2 separate regions of the Hordeum vulgare genome follow, and region 1 is linked to region 2. The links are chromatin contacts, called in public Hi-C maps. All regions are on one chromosome and are shown on one strand. Each heading gives the region's core, a stretch centred on a gene start, on an enhancer-like site or on the middle of the called end of the contact. The rest is flanking DNA. Distances are from core to core; before and after follow the strand shown.

Region 1 (6,419 bases), core at 204-2,703, 570 kb after region 2:
TCCAGAAAAAATTGTTAAAAAGTTTCGGGCGATTCCAAGAATTTTTATTTTCTACATAAAAAACAATAACACGGTAATTCTGCTGAAAACAACGTTAATACGGGTTAGTTCTAATTAAATCATAAAATGCGTCAAAATCATATAAAAGTATTGTAAACGTAGGTAAATATGACATGAGTAGTTTATAAATTATCGATACGTTGGATACGTTATCGACACGATTGCGAACATCTTGGAAGACGTCGCACTACATCTTTTGTAGACCCTGGAGCTAGTCCATCTCTTCACCCCGTCGCGCGAAATCACTCGCTAGTTGGGTGTTCTACGTTTCAAGATGTGACAGTTCTACCTTACAATTGGAGAGTTTTTGCACGGCTTTGTCCGGAGTCTTCTCACTGTCTTCCATCACAGACTCTGCCTCCCCAATAAAGCTCTTCAGGGAACCCAGCTACCTTTCAAGGCCCAAACATTTGGCCTTAAGGGCTATGCTCTTCTTCGAAAAGCGTGTCTCTCAAAGAGTAAGCTCCCGCTAATATTCAGAACGAGCTTCCTCTTTTTGTTTGAGAAGGGCGTCCGCAAGTGCCTTCTTGATCTAAACGTCCTGCTTGTCAAACAGAAAGAGGAAGCTCAGGGGCCTTCGCGTCATCTCCGTGCTGACATGAGCTCGACACAATATTTTTCACCCTGCACCTCACGAGCCTAACTTAGAGGGAAACGACTGATTTAGAGCGTTTCTAATGATAATGAGTCTGACTGGTAGATGCTTTAAAATCCATGCGAGAGAAAAATTAGGCTAGCATCAAAAAGGACAAATTTTGTGTTTTAACCTTTTGTACTAACAAATTCAGAATTAACCTTGTTTTTTTAAAAAAAAAAGTGATTTTTTTGTCACGTCAATATGGGAGGCGCCATGATCCCTGATATCTGGTCCGTGTTCGGCACAACCGACTAACCCATTGATATGTTGACGTGACAAAGGACCGAACGCCAAAGACCCTGACGTTTGCACGTGATAAATGACCATACGTAAAGGATCCTGACGTTTGCACGTGATAAATGACCAAACGTCAAGTACCTTGACGTCTCGATGACGTGACCCATATTACCAGAAAGCTCTTGTGTGATCCGCTCGGGAAGGACCATACACTAGAGTGCCTGACGACTGGCCGTTTGTCATGTCAGCTGGGCAATGAGCCAGCCGGTCGTACGAACCACGGGTTAGACGTCACGAACCGTGTCGTCTTCCAAGCAACCCAATCGTCAAGGGTGTTAGAGTGATCATAACAGGCCATTTAAAAAAATTAAACAAGATCACTTTCGAATTTTATTAGCACAAAAGGTTATAACATAAATTTTGCGCCACCAAACACGCCACAACTCTCACGCTTGGAACGCACACGTACCGCACCGCATCGCGCAGCACGACACGACATTCCCTCTGTGCCCCACCACAGGACACGGACTCCCAACTCCCAACCTCCAGTGCATCAATCATCGCTCGCCCATCTCACCACCATGCCGCCTGTGCCTCTCCACTCCACTCTGCTCAGCTCACCTCCATAAGGTTTGGCATGGAACTGGGACTGGGAGCTCCAACTTCTCCGCCGCCATGGCGTCGCCATCTCTTCTTCCGCGCGCTCGTCATCTTCCTCTGCCTCTGGTCAGTGCGGCTCCCATCTCGTCCCGTGACCTGGATGCTCCAGAACGATGCGCTTTTCGTGGCGTTTCCTGTGCGTGTTTCATGATTATTTCGCCGCATCTGAGTGTCACTCGCGCACAACCAGCGTCTTTTTAGGCGGAAATGCTTTCTCTTCTGCTTGGGTCCCAGATATTTCCAGAGCTCGGGACGCCCCCTTCGGTTATTATTAGTTGATTCGAGATTTCCTATTGCGCATCTGATTGTCGACAAGATTGTGTTGTTCTTAGATTATTATATGCTCCAAATATATCTTCTTCCTTTTTAATGAAAAACAGTAGGGAAATACATCTCTCAATTTTGTGCCATGATATGAAAATAATTTAGCACAACATGTGGGACACAAATTCTGCCTCAAAAACAATAGGAAACAAAAAAGAAGCAGATCCTAAATGATTCTAAGATATAATCTCACTTTGTTTGTGAAGCTCCTGCAGTTTTCTTTAGGAGATTACGAAGAAAAGGATGGCCGCATCACTAATATGTGAATGTTTCTTCTTCTCTGACACAGTCGGTTTGCTCCCGTTGATCAAGATTTCACCTCTGTTTAATTTACGTCACATTGTTCCTAGCCTTGCATTTATTAGTGACTTCCTAGAAGATTATTCAAATACATTAACGGGATATACTTCGTCGGTGGGATACGCCACCTCCTGGGTTCCATTGTTCCTAGGTTTGCTTCCTAGTAGCATAATTGTATTAATGTAAAAGAAGTACTCCTACGAGCTAAGCGAGCATTGAGAAGAAAATGTTCCCTTTGGACAATAATTTTAATCATTTGACAGCCAAACAGATATTAAGCTAAAGAGAAATGACTCCAGTTAGTTCATACTGAACATTTTCAGGGTTACTTCTGAGGCAAATGAACAACATGCTGAGTTACCACCAAGAGGATGGAATTCCTATGATTCTTTCTCTTGGACAGTTGACGAAATTGCATACTTGCAAAATGCAAAGATTTTGGCAGAAAAGTTACTACCACATGGATATCAGGTGATCTACCAGAATTCTTTTATTTGGCGATACTTAATGGCATAAGAGAATATGAACAACGATGAATCTGATTAAATTTCTGTCCCTTGCCTACTGGTAGTATGCAGTTATTGATTACCTGTGGTACCGGAGGTATGTTGATGGGGCATATACAGATTCATATGGATTTGACAACATTGATGAGTGGGGTCGACCGTTTCCCGACCTCCAAAGATTTCCATCATCCAAAGGTGATAAAGGGTTCAGTCAAATTGCCAGCAAGGTTCATGAGATGGGTTTGAAATTCGGCATCCATTTAATGAAAGGAATAAGTACACAGGCTGTTAATGCGAACACACCCATCTTGGACATTGAGACGGTATGCTTCCTCTTCTGGAATGCTATTAGATTATTAATACTGTTGTTTCAAAATTATCTGTTAAAACAGAAGACAAATGGAATTCTTGGCCATGCGTTGCAATCTATAAATTTATTTGTGAAATATAATGAAATGAAGGGATATGATAATGGGAGCAGTGGAGATACCTTCATGGATTTCAATGGTCTATCATTACTGTATCTATCATACTGTTATAAATATATTATTAAAAGGAGGCAATAATGTTCTTTGCCAAATGAGACTACCCACAGTGGGAGTAACATAGATGCCACCTAAGCGAAAAATATGATGTGCACTCAAAGAATGTCATAGAACTTCATTTTATTATTGTTAAGTGTGGTGTCGAATGTCATAGAACTTCATTTTATTATTGTTAAGTGTGGTGCCTTCTTATCCTTTTCAGGGAAAACCCTATGTAGAGAATGGTCGGCAATGGGCAGCTCGTGATATTGGCCTGACCCATAAAACATGTGCATGGATGCCACATGGATTTATGAGTGTAAATACTGATATTGGAGCTGGACGGGCCTTCTTAAGATCTCTTTACCGACAGTATGCGGATTGGGGTGTTGATTTTGGTATGCTACTTCTAAATTTGTACTTCACGTTAGTTACATGATATGATATGGTAGAGAGCTCCCACCTTGGGGGTAGTTGACATTTCTTAAGTGTTGACATAACTACCATTCTTGCAGTGAAGGTTGATTGTATCTTTGGTACTGATTATAGCCCAGAAGAAGTAATAACTATTTCACAGGTAAATAACTTCACATCCTAGAGTTAGTTACACAAGTCCCTTTGAAATTGGTGCACCTTCAGAATCAGTTGATTTTCACATTGCAGCTCCTGCGAGAGCTTGACCGCCCAATAGTATTGTCCATCTCACCAGGAACTGAAGTCACTGTACCGTTAGCCGAAAACATCAGTGAACATGTTAATATGTATAGGATAACAGGAGACGATTGGGATAACTGGAAAGATGTTAGTTCACATTTTACCGTGTCAAGGTAAATCAAAACAGATATTCTCTGTATATCCATTACATACTCCTTATTTCTGTATTCAGTTTTTTTATATTCTCTAGTAAATAGGAACTTATTTGTTTGCCTATTCCACACAGTGCCTTCGCTGCTGCGAATAAGATCGGGGCCACCGGATTACGCGGGAAGTCTTGGCCAGATTTAGACATGCTTCCATTTGGCTGGCTAACTGATCCGGGTAATGATTTGTATCTTTACTTTGTATCATAATAATTATGATTCCCCTTGCCCACTGTGGCTGCTAACCAAGATGTTTAGTCACTTACCTTAGCAAAAAGAGAAGCTGTAAATAATTTAGTACGCTAGATAAGAACTGTACGATGCGACATTACTCATGCTGCTTTTGTTTGCACCAACTCAATATTCTATGGATCGTTGCTGTAGATTATGGATATCTCTGCTTGCTAGTTTTCATTGATTGAGACTACGATGATAATTCATGTCTTCAACTTCATAAATAGACCTGGAATATGACACGTCTCATTCAATATACTTAATTTTGAAAAAACTCAACTAACATGGTCTTAATTCCTGAATTATAACTTATAACTTATGCACTAGTTTTCCTTGAAAAAGAAAATTAGCTTGTACCATCACAAAATTGAGTAAACTGGAAAATATCCAGTGTGAGGCTTACATGTAGGGCCTGTTGCCTCATGTCAGTGACACTGCTGTTTTCCATCTCATGTAATCTTCTGATATTTGTTGGGGTACTGAGAAATTTGCTGATTCTATGAAGTGGTTTTATAACTAGAACAGACCTTTTTTCCCTTTAATAAGGCAGGTGTCAATCAGGGCCCTCATAGGCTGTGTAACCTTACATTTGAAGAACAGAAAGCACAGGTTTGCACTTGGTGATTTTCGTGCCTGATTTTCATTTTGTTTTATCCACTGAAATTTTTGTTTCATATGACCTTGCAGATGACACTATGGTCAATGGCTAAGTCGCCTCTCATGTATGGAGGAGATCTGAGACATCTCGACAATAGTACATTTAGCATTATAACCAATCCTACTCTATTGAAGATAAACCACTACAGTAAAAATAACATGGAGGTACCTGCATTTTAGGATTCTTACTACAAGTTTACACCAATATGTACACTTACATGGCCAATAAGCTGAGCTGTTAACTTTTTTTTTCAGTTCCATTATGTGTATGGTGAAACGACTTCGAATACAGGACATTCTGGTCACTTGAGTTCTCGGTATCCGCTAAACCTGACAAGAAAACATGATAGCATGGCCATGGGTCTCACTTCCTGCACCAGTGACCAAGCTAATGGATGGTTTGTATTTCCACAAGATGGGAAATCAGATCATATATGCAGGAACTATGAAACAGAGAATGGCAAAAATACCTCATTTTGCTTGGGGAAAACAAAACCTCTTCTTGCATCGTAAGTGCAACCCAATTATGAATGTAGAAGTACTCGTGTTATAATTTGTATGAACACACTATACGTTCTAGGGATGATGCTATCATGGAAAATGAAGAAGACCAAACAAGGTTCCATCTGGCAGTTGCAGACGTTAATGATTCTTGTTTGGATGCATCTGCTAGTCGGCGGCGGACTGCCTCAGAGATTAAGCTTCTCATGTTCTCCAGGTGCAAATGGCATGCAAAGCAGGTACACAGCTAATATATTTGCCCTAATACCAAAGGTACAACATGAGCCTGCTTGTATTTGGACTGTTCTCATTAGGACTGATGGAATTACTTTTAGATTTTCAGAGGTTTTTACAGTACGTAACCAAACTACTCACAAAACCCCATTTCTGTTGGCTGATGTGTTAAATACGTAATGTTCCTTGGTATATTACACTTTCATGGCAGCTGCTGTAACCATATTGGTCTCACAACGCCAATACATAACCATGTTTCAGCTTTGTTCTTTTTGTAATACTTGTGTCACGCTTACACTTCTAAATGAATAGCAACTAGCTCATCATGTTTTACATCTAATTTCTCTTGGAGTTTATTTTTCATCTAGTCAAGAAGTTGCCACTTTCTTTGAATTATCTTGGCCTTAGTCAAGAGAAAGCATTCTACTGTAGTGAAATCCTAGAAAACTGATTTCTTGACCGATTTTGATATTTAACTAATGTTTTTTTGCATCCTATTTAACTCATGCTATAATTACTTATGAATAATTGCAGATGTGGGAGCTGAATGACAAGGGTAACCTTGTGAGCAGCTATTCAAGATTATGTGCCACGGTGGAATCCAGCAAGGAAGCAGGTAAACATGGCATCATTCTTTTTGTGTAAATTGGTTGGGGAAAATTTTACATGGTTGGCACAATTTTCT
Region 2 (6,474 bases), core at 3,186-5,685:
TATGTTGTGCTTCCTCTAGTAGTGTCTTGTGAACGTCAACTACATGACACTTCATCATCTTTGGGCCTAGGGGAAAGCATTATGGAGCAGCAAGTAGATGATGCATTGCAAGAGTGGCAAAAGTTTAAACTCAAGTTTATGCGCTATTCTGTACAAGGATGATTTGGATCCATATGGGGTCAAGCTATGTTTAGATTTATCATACTTCTTTTTTCGTAGTTGCGAATGCTTGCAAGAGGGGGATAATCATAAGTAGGTTGTTTGTTCACGTAAGAACGACACCTTAGCACCGATCCACCCACATTATAATTTATCAAAGCAGTGAATGCGAATCAACTAAAACATGATGATCATGACTAGACAAAATTCGCATGTGTCCTCGAGAATGCTTTTCTTATTATAAAAATTACTCCTGCCATGCCCTTAGCAATATAAGGATTGGGCTACTTTGCTGCACCTTGTTCCTTTAGTTACTAAGAGCATCTCCAATAGCCGCGCAATCGCCCCGCGCGTTAAAAACAATTTGGCATGCTGAAATAGTGATTTTTAGCGTGCCGGAGAACGTTCGCTCCAGCGGCCGCGACAAAAAATAGCGTGCACGAGCCGCTCCAGCATGCACGCTAAACTACAGCGCGCACGAGCAGTCAGTGCTTGCAATATGTTCATTTTGACAATATAGTGATATTTCAAACATCAAAACAAGACATTGCATAGTTTAAAATCACCCAACCAAGTTCATCATGACATAAAAGTTCGAAATCATGCCACATCACATCATCATCCAACCATGTTCAAAATCACCCATCCAAGTTCATGACATAAGAGTTCACACAAACAAATGGCACATCAACAATCATGTCACATCCTCGCCTTCGCCCTCCGATTCTTCTTCCTCATCCGAAGACGTTTCTTTCTCCTCCTCTTCATTGTCCCGCACTGCATCATCATGGGGAGCTCGAAAGGTGTTGACAAGATCTTCAACGGCATCATGCAAAGGTATGTGAGGCACACCGGAAGACATGCGTCCACCCATGTCACCTGGAGGTGCTCTCATGCCTCCCATGAGAGTCGCACAACTCATGCCTCCCAGGCCCCCATGGTATCTCTGAAGCTACCCATGCCTTTCATGCCCCCCATTGTAGCTCCGAAGCCACCCATGCCTCCCACGCCCCCCATTGTAGCTCCGAAGCCACCCATGCTCCCATGCCGCCTATGGTAGCTCCGAAGCCACACATGCCTCCCATGGTAGCCATGTCGCACATGCCACACATGCCGCCTGTGACGCCCTTGATTTGACCGTACACTAATCGTACACGCAAATGCGTACGATCAAGATCAAGGACCCACGGGAAGATATCACAACACAACTCTAGACACAAATAAAAGCATACACACTTCATATTACAAGTCAGGGGCCTCGAGGGCTAGAATATAGAAGCTCGAGAAACACATGAGTCAGCGGAAGCAACAAATATCTGAGTACAGACATAAAATAAGGAAATGCCTTAGAGAAGGCTAGCACAAAAGATACATTGATTGAACGAGGCGAGGTCTCCTACCTAGGAACCTCCTAAACTACTCCTGGTCGTTAGTGGCCTCCACGTAGTAGTAGACATCGTCGGGGTAGCAGACGTGGTCGGCGGGATACGCCATCTCCTGGGCTCCATCATCTGGACGAAACAATTGTATCAAGGGGCGAAAGGGGAGCAAGGCAACAATGAGTACTCATCCAAAGTACTCGCAAGACTAACATCAGAACTATACTAAGTATGCATCAGTATTAAAGGAATGGGGTTATACGTGGACTGACTGCAGCAATGCGAGAATAGAGAGAGGAGACTAGTCCTATCGAAGACTAGCATCTTCAACGTCTTACAGCAATAGACGAGAGTAGAGCAAGCAACACAAATATATAGTCCTATTGTTGTGCATTATTAATTAAGGTCATGCCCAAAGATCGTTCCTCGACTCCCTGCGAGAAAGCAATCCCGGAGCAAACATTCCAGTTAAGTAACATTTAAAGTTGTATAAGATCAGGGCACAACTCCAAGTTGTCCTGTAACCATGGACATGGCTATTCGAATAGTTAATTTTCATCCCTGCAGGGTGCACCACAGTACCGAACACGCTTGATAAACAAGCCGGACACACTTTCATGGGTCATGCCCGGCCTCAGAACATCAACACGTCGCAACCCTACCTAGGCTCAATAGGGGGGCTAGCTCGATGGTCTAAATCCTAAGTGCGTAGGGGTCATGTGCCTATCACCCTTTGCGCTCCTGCATGATGCAAGGGCGTCCAATGTCAGTCATGGCACCTCTTATACAAGAACGATGCTTATATCGGCCACTCGGGCACGCGTAGCTCCGTTGCTGACGTCTGAAGAGATTCAGCTGATACCACGACGTCGAGTACCCATAACTTATCACAGGTGAAGGTTAGCGCGAAAAGGTCTCCCGACCAACTCACATCAAATACCCAAATCTCTTTAGCATTTGCATTAACACTGCAGCGACAATCAGCAATCCACGATATGTGGTCCCATCACCCCGTCTATAGGATGTGTGGCAAGGGCCTAGAATGCCCGGCCACGCCCCGTCACATTTACGCGGGAATCCACCCGCAACACACCTCATCATTTTCCCAGTAGCAAGGTCAAGTAATTGTGCGCCTGTAACATCAGAGGGATCCGAGGTATCACCATCGATGGATTCTGAATGATGTAACCATCAAGGTGGCTAGGGAGGAATCACCCTCAATGGACCACGTTTGATGGGTTGTACGACAGAGTCGTTATCGAAGGTGGTGAAGGAGGAATCACCTTCCGAGAACCATCGCCAGTCAACTACACTACAACGCTAACATCGGAGTACGTAATGAGGTGTCACCCTCGGTACTTGATAGTAGCTCTGCAGCGTCGTACGACTTAGGGGGTGTGAGTGATGTGAAGGGTCTTGGCTCGTCGATCAGTAGATCGAGATTTGGTGATAAAGCGGGCAACTGGACTAAGGGGTAAATGGTGATCACTGCTCCACCTATACTAAACAGTTTAAAGTGCAGTAAAATAAAGTAGCAGTTCATCAAAAACAGGTTATGCATCAGAATAGGAGCTATCTACAACAGTAGAAAAATCTAATACAAGCATGAGGAAGAAATAATAGGCGATATAGGAATGATCAAGGGGGGTTTGCTTGCCTGGTTGCTCTACAGACAAAAACGGATCCTCGACCAGGAAGAAGTCAATCACCGGATCATCATCGGTCTTGGGGTCTACCGGAAAGGAAGTAATATAGGTGAAACATTATAAATAATAGAGCAATCAATTGCATCACAAAGCATGACATGGCTATATGCGACGCTAGGTATGAGCTAACACAGTATTACACGTAATGGATGGAGCGGGAAAATAGTTGACGATATATCTTCGGTTTGTGGCTACTACCACAAGGATAAATCGGGGAGGAAAGTTCTATGTTCATCATGCTAGGAGCATGTGACAAATGAAAGGATAGCGTATTCAGATTTTGTGATTTTTCTGATCAACTTTCATATATAAATTATTTTCATTGACTACAGATTATTTTATATTAATTTTTAAAGTTTTATTATTTTTTAGGAATTAACATATTTGTTCAATTAGAAAATACTAAAATGACATCAGTATGACCTCACTATGATGTCAGCAGTCAACATGACTCCTCAATGGTCAGACTAACCTGTGGGGCCCATCTGTCATAAATACAGGGTTGTTTGATTTAATTAAAACATCTAATTAACTAAGAGGGCCCCACGCATGAGTGGGTCATTAACTTTAAACTAATTAAATTATTTAATTTAATTTAATTATTAGGTTAATTAGGTGGTGCCACCAATTAGTGCACGGGCTAATTAACTAAAGTATTTTAATTAGTCCTAAACTAAAGTAGTCTGAATCTAAACAAGGGCCGACCCACCTGGTAGTGGCACCGGCCACACACTCACACGCGCGCGTGCTGGGTTGCCTTGACCATGGCTTTGGCCATGACCGGCAGCATCAGTAGCAGCCGCCGAGGAGAGGGGAAGGCCCATGCGCTGGCCGGGGCACAGTGGGGAGCGGTGGCGGACGCAGCGCAGGGGCGCGGTTGGAGGTGTAGGTGGCGAAGGGGGCATAAGCGACGAGCGCCACCGACGCCTGGCCAGGGCGAGGCCGCGTGCGGGAGGACGTGGGCGCGGCACACGCAGTGCAGGGCAGCCGCGGAGGCCAACGACTTGGGCGTGGGGCGAGCGGCGCAGCGGGCGGCGCGGGGAGCAGCGTGCCGCAGTGGGGCGAAGGCGGGCAAGCTTGCGGTGGGGGGGAGGGTGCGGCGAGGGGGAGGGGCCGCCGGAGTGGTGCCGAAGGATAGGGTGCGCACGACAATCGGACCAAGGGGGAAAGAGAAGTGGGGAGGGAAGGAGGGAGCAACTCACCCCCGTATGGAGGGGAGTAGCAGCAGGCTCGGGGGGGAGGCGGGGGAGGCCGGCGGTGAGGAGGATCCAGCGGAGGGGCGCGATGGCCGGCGAGGAAGGTTGGCGGCGCGGACGTTCTCCCAATCCAGTCGGGGCGAGGGGGATAGGGGAGTGAGAGGAGAGGGGGGAGTGGGGCGACAGCGGTGGATTGTCGGTGGGATGAGGGTATAGGGCCCAGGGTGGGCCGATCGGGCCGACCGATTGGGGAGGCCAGGCTGGGTTTCGGCCCAAGGGGGAAGGGGCTTCTTTTCTCCCCTTTTTTTATGTTTTTATTTTTGCTTTTTTATTTTATTTTATTTCTGTTTTATATATTTTAGTAAGAGTAATCTTTTTTAAAAATATAGAACTCGGTCCATTATCTATATTACATTTTTAGACACTGCCATAAAAAGTTTGACATTTATTTAAAGTGGTTTGGAAATTTATATGATTTAAAAAGGGCATTAAAATTATTGTTTGTCTTATGTTTTAATTGTTTTAAGGGCTTTAATTACTCACAAAAATGGTGGTTCAAATTTTAGAAACACCAGTGGATTATTTGCAACTCATTCATGATTTTTATTTTATAGTTTGAAGAAATAATTTATTTGACTTTAATTTTAATTTGAATTTAGTTTTGGTTTTTATCAAGTGGCAATTTATCTTAGCTAATCTTGATAACATGGCACCATTAGGGTGTGATTACTGTAGCTTGATTACAACCTGTAGCCTAATCCGGAGATGTCACACGGCCCATGCCACTCATGCCGTCCATAGGAGCTCCCATGCCTCCCATGGTCATGACTCTTTTTTTGACCAAGACTTCTTCATGGGCAAGATTGACGTACTCCTTTTGCTTCTCATCGAGGGTAGATGTGTCCATAAAGATCAAGTACTTCTCCCGTTCCAACAATCTAGTTCGCTCCTGCATGGCCAATATCTTCTCCTCCAATGCCACCTTCCTCTCCTCGACCGCCACCCTCCTCTCCTCGGCCGCCAACCTCCTCTCCTCGGCCGCCGCATCTTGCTTCCTTGCCATCTTCCTCACCTCGTCGCTTCCTTCCTTGCGTTCACAATAGCTTCCATGTCATGTTTTAGCTCATCATCTCCTTTCCTCTTCTTCTTTTCTTTTGCGTCTTTCTTGCCTCCATTTGGTCTTTTGGCTTCGAGTAGGCAACCAAGTTTGGTGTAGGGCTTCTCTTGCCGCCATCACTTGATGCCTCCTCCTCGTCATCATCCAAATCAATAGTTTGCTTGTGTGTGTTGCTCTCCTCATTGGCACCTTCACGGGGCTTCCATTTCTCATCATGCTTCAACGCATCATAGCAATGGGGCAAGGTAAATGGCCACCCTTTCTTGTTCTTTCCTTTTTTGGTCTTCTTCTCCTCTCCTTGAAATATGTTTTGTGCAATAGTGAGCTACAAACAAAAGAACAAGTTAGCACTTGAAACACTAAAGAAGAAGCATGAACAAAGAAGAGACATGAACATGGAAGAACCGTGAAAGAAATGGCACTTACCCTATCTCTATCATTAGTGGCACTTGGGTTTAACGTGTCAACTACCTTAAGTGCAGCCGCCCACCTTTGACAATCTTTGTTGGTTGTCAACCACCGGAAGCAAAGAGATCTTTCTGACCGGTCAATTCCTATTTGTTGTGCAAATCAAAGTGCTCCTTCATACGGATCCAATATGCATCTCTACTTTGGTCCCCTCCAACGGTGGCATCCCTAGACACTTGCAACCATGTATTGCATAGCAAGATGTGTTTGTCCATGGTGTAGTTGCCCGCTCTTTCTTTCGGTGCATCAAAGATAACCTCACCATCCTCGTCTACCTCAAACTCATGATCATAAAAATGCACCTCATTGGTTTGAGATCAATGAGAATTGTTGGAGCCAACACCCATAGTTGACATATATGTCTCATCATTAAAACTACAAAGGATATACAAAAAACAAATAAGCTATCCATATGTATCCATTCGAAAAACAACAACGAAAAAAGTGGG

The links. A called contact is a pair of places that touch in the nucleus more often than the background predicts.
Region 1: a Hi-C map of seedling shows a contact between it and region 2, with 4 times the contacts expected there. The contact joins the promoter of LOC123401014 here to the promoter of LOC123402033 in region 2. A contact is called at or near these places in 1 of 6 Hi-C or Micro-C datasets (seedling) and 1 of 1 datasets of contacts at active chromatin or transcription factors (embryo).

The regions. Positions count from the first base shown.
Region 1 is chr6H:346,729,197-346,735,615 of MorexV3_pseudomolecules_assembly, forward strand. LOC123401014 reads left to right here and starts at 1,454. Exons shown (of 14, transcript XM_045094732.1): 1 at 1,454-1,660; 2 at 2,542-2,689; 3 at 2,790-3,047; 4 at 3,472-3,646; 5 at 3,764-3,825; 6 at 3,912-4,075; 7 at 4,189-4,286; 8 at 4,893-4,951; 9 at 5,030-5,164; 10 at 5,255-5,508; 11 at 5,580-5,739; 12 at 6,269-6,350. The coding sequence starts at 1,572.
Region 2 is chr6H:346,155,546-346,162,019 of MorexV3_pseudomolecules_assembly, forward strand. It overlaps LOC123402033, which reads right to left and starts at 4,436. Exons shown (of 3, transcript XM_045095891.1): 1 at 3,954-4,436; 2 at 3,196-3,270; 3 at 1,536-1,670. The coding sequence starts at 4,149. The coding sequence ends at 1,576.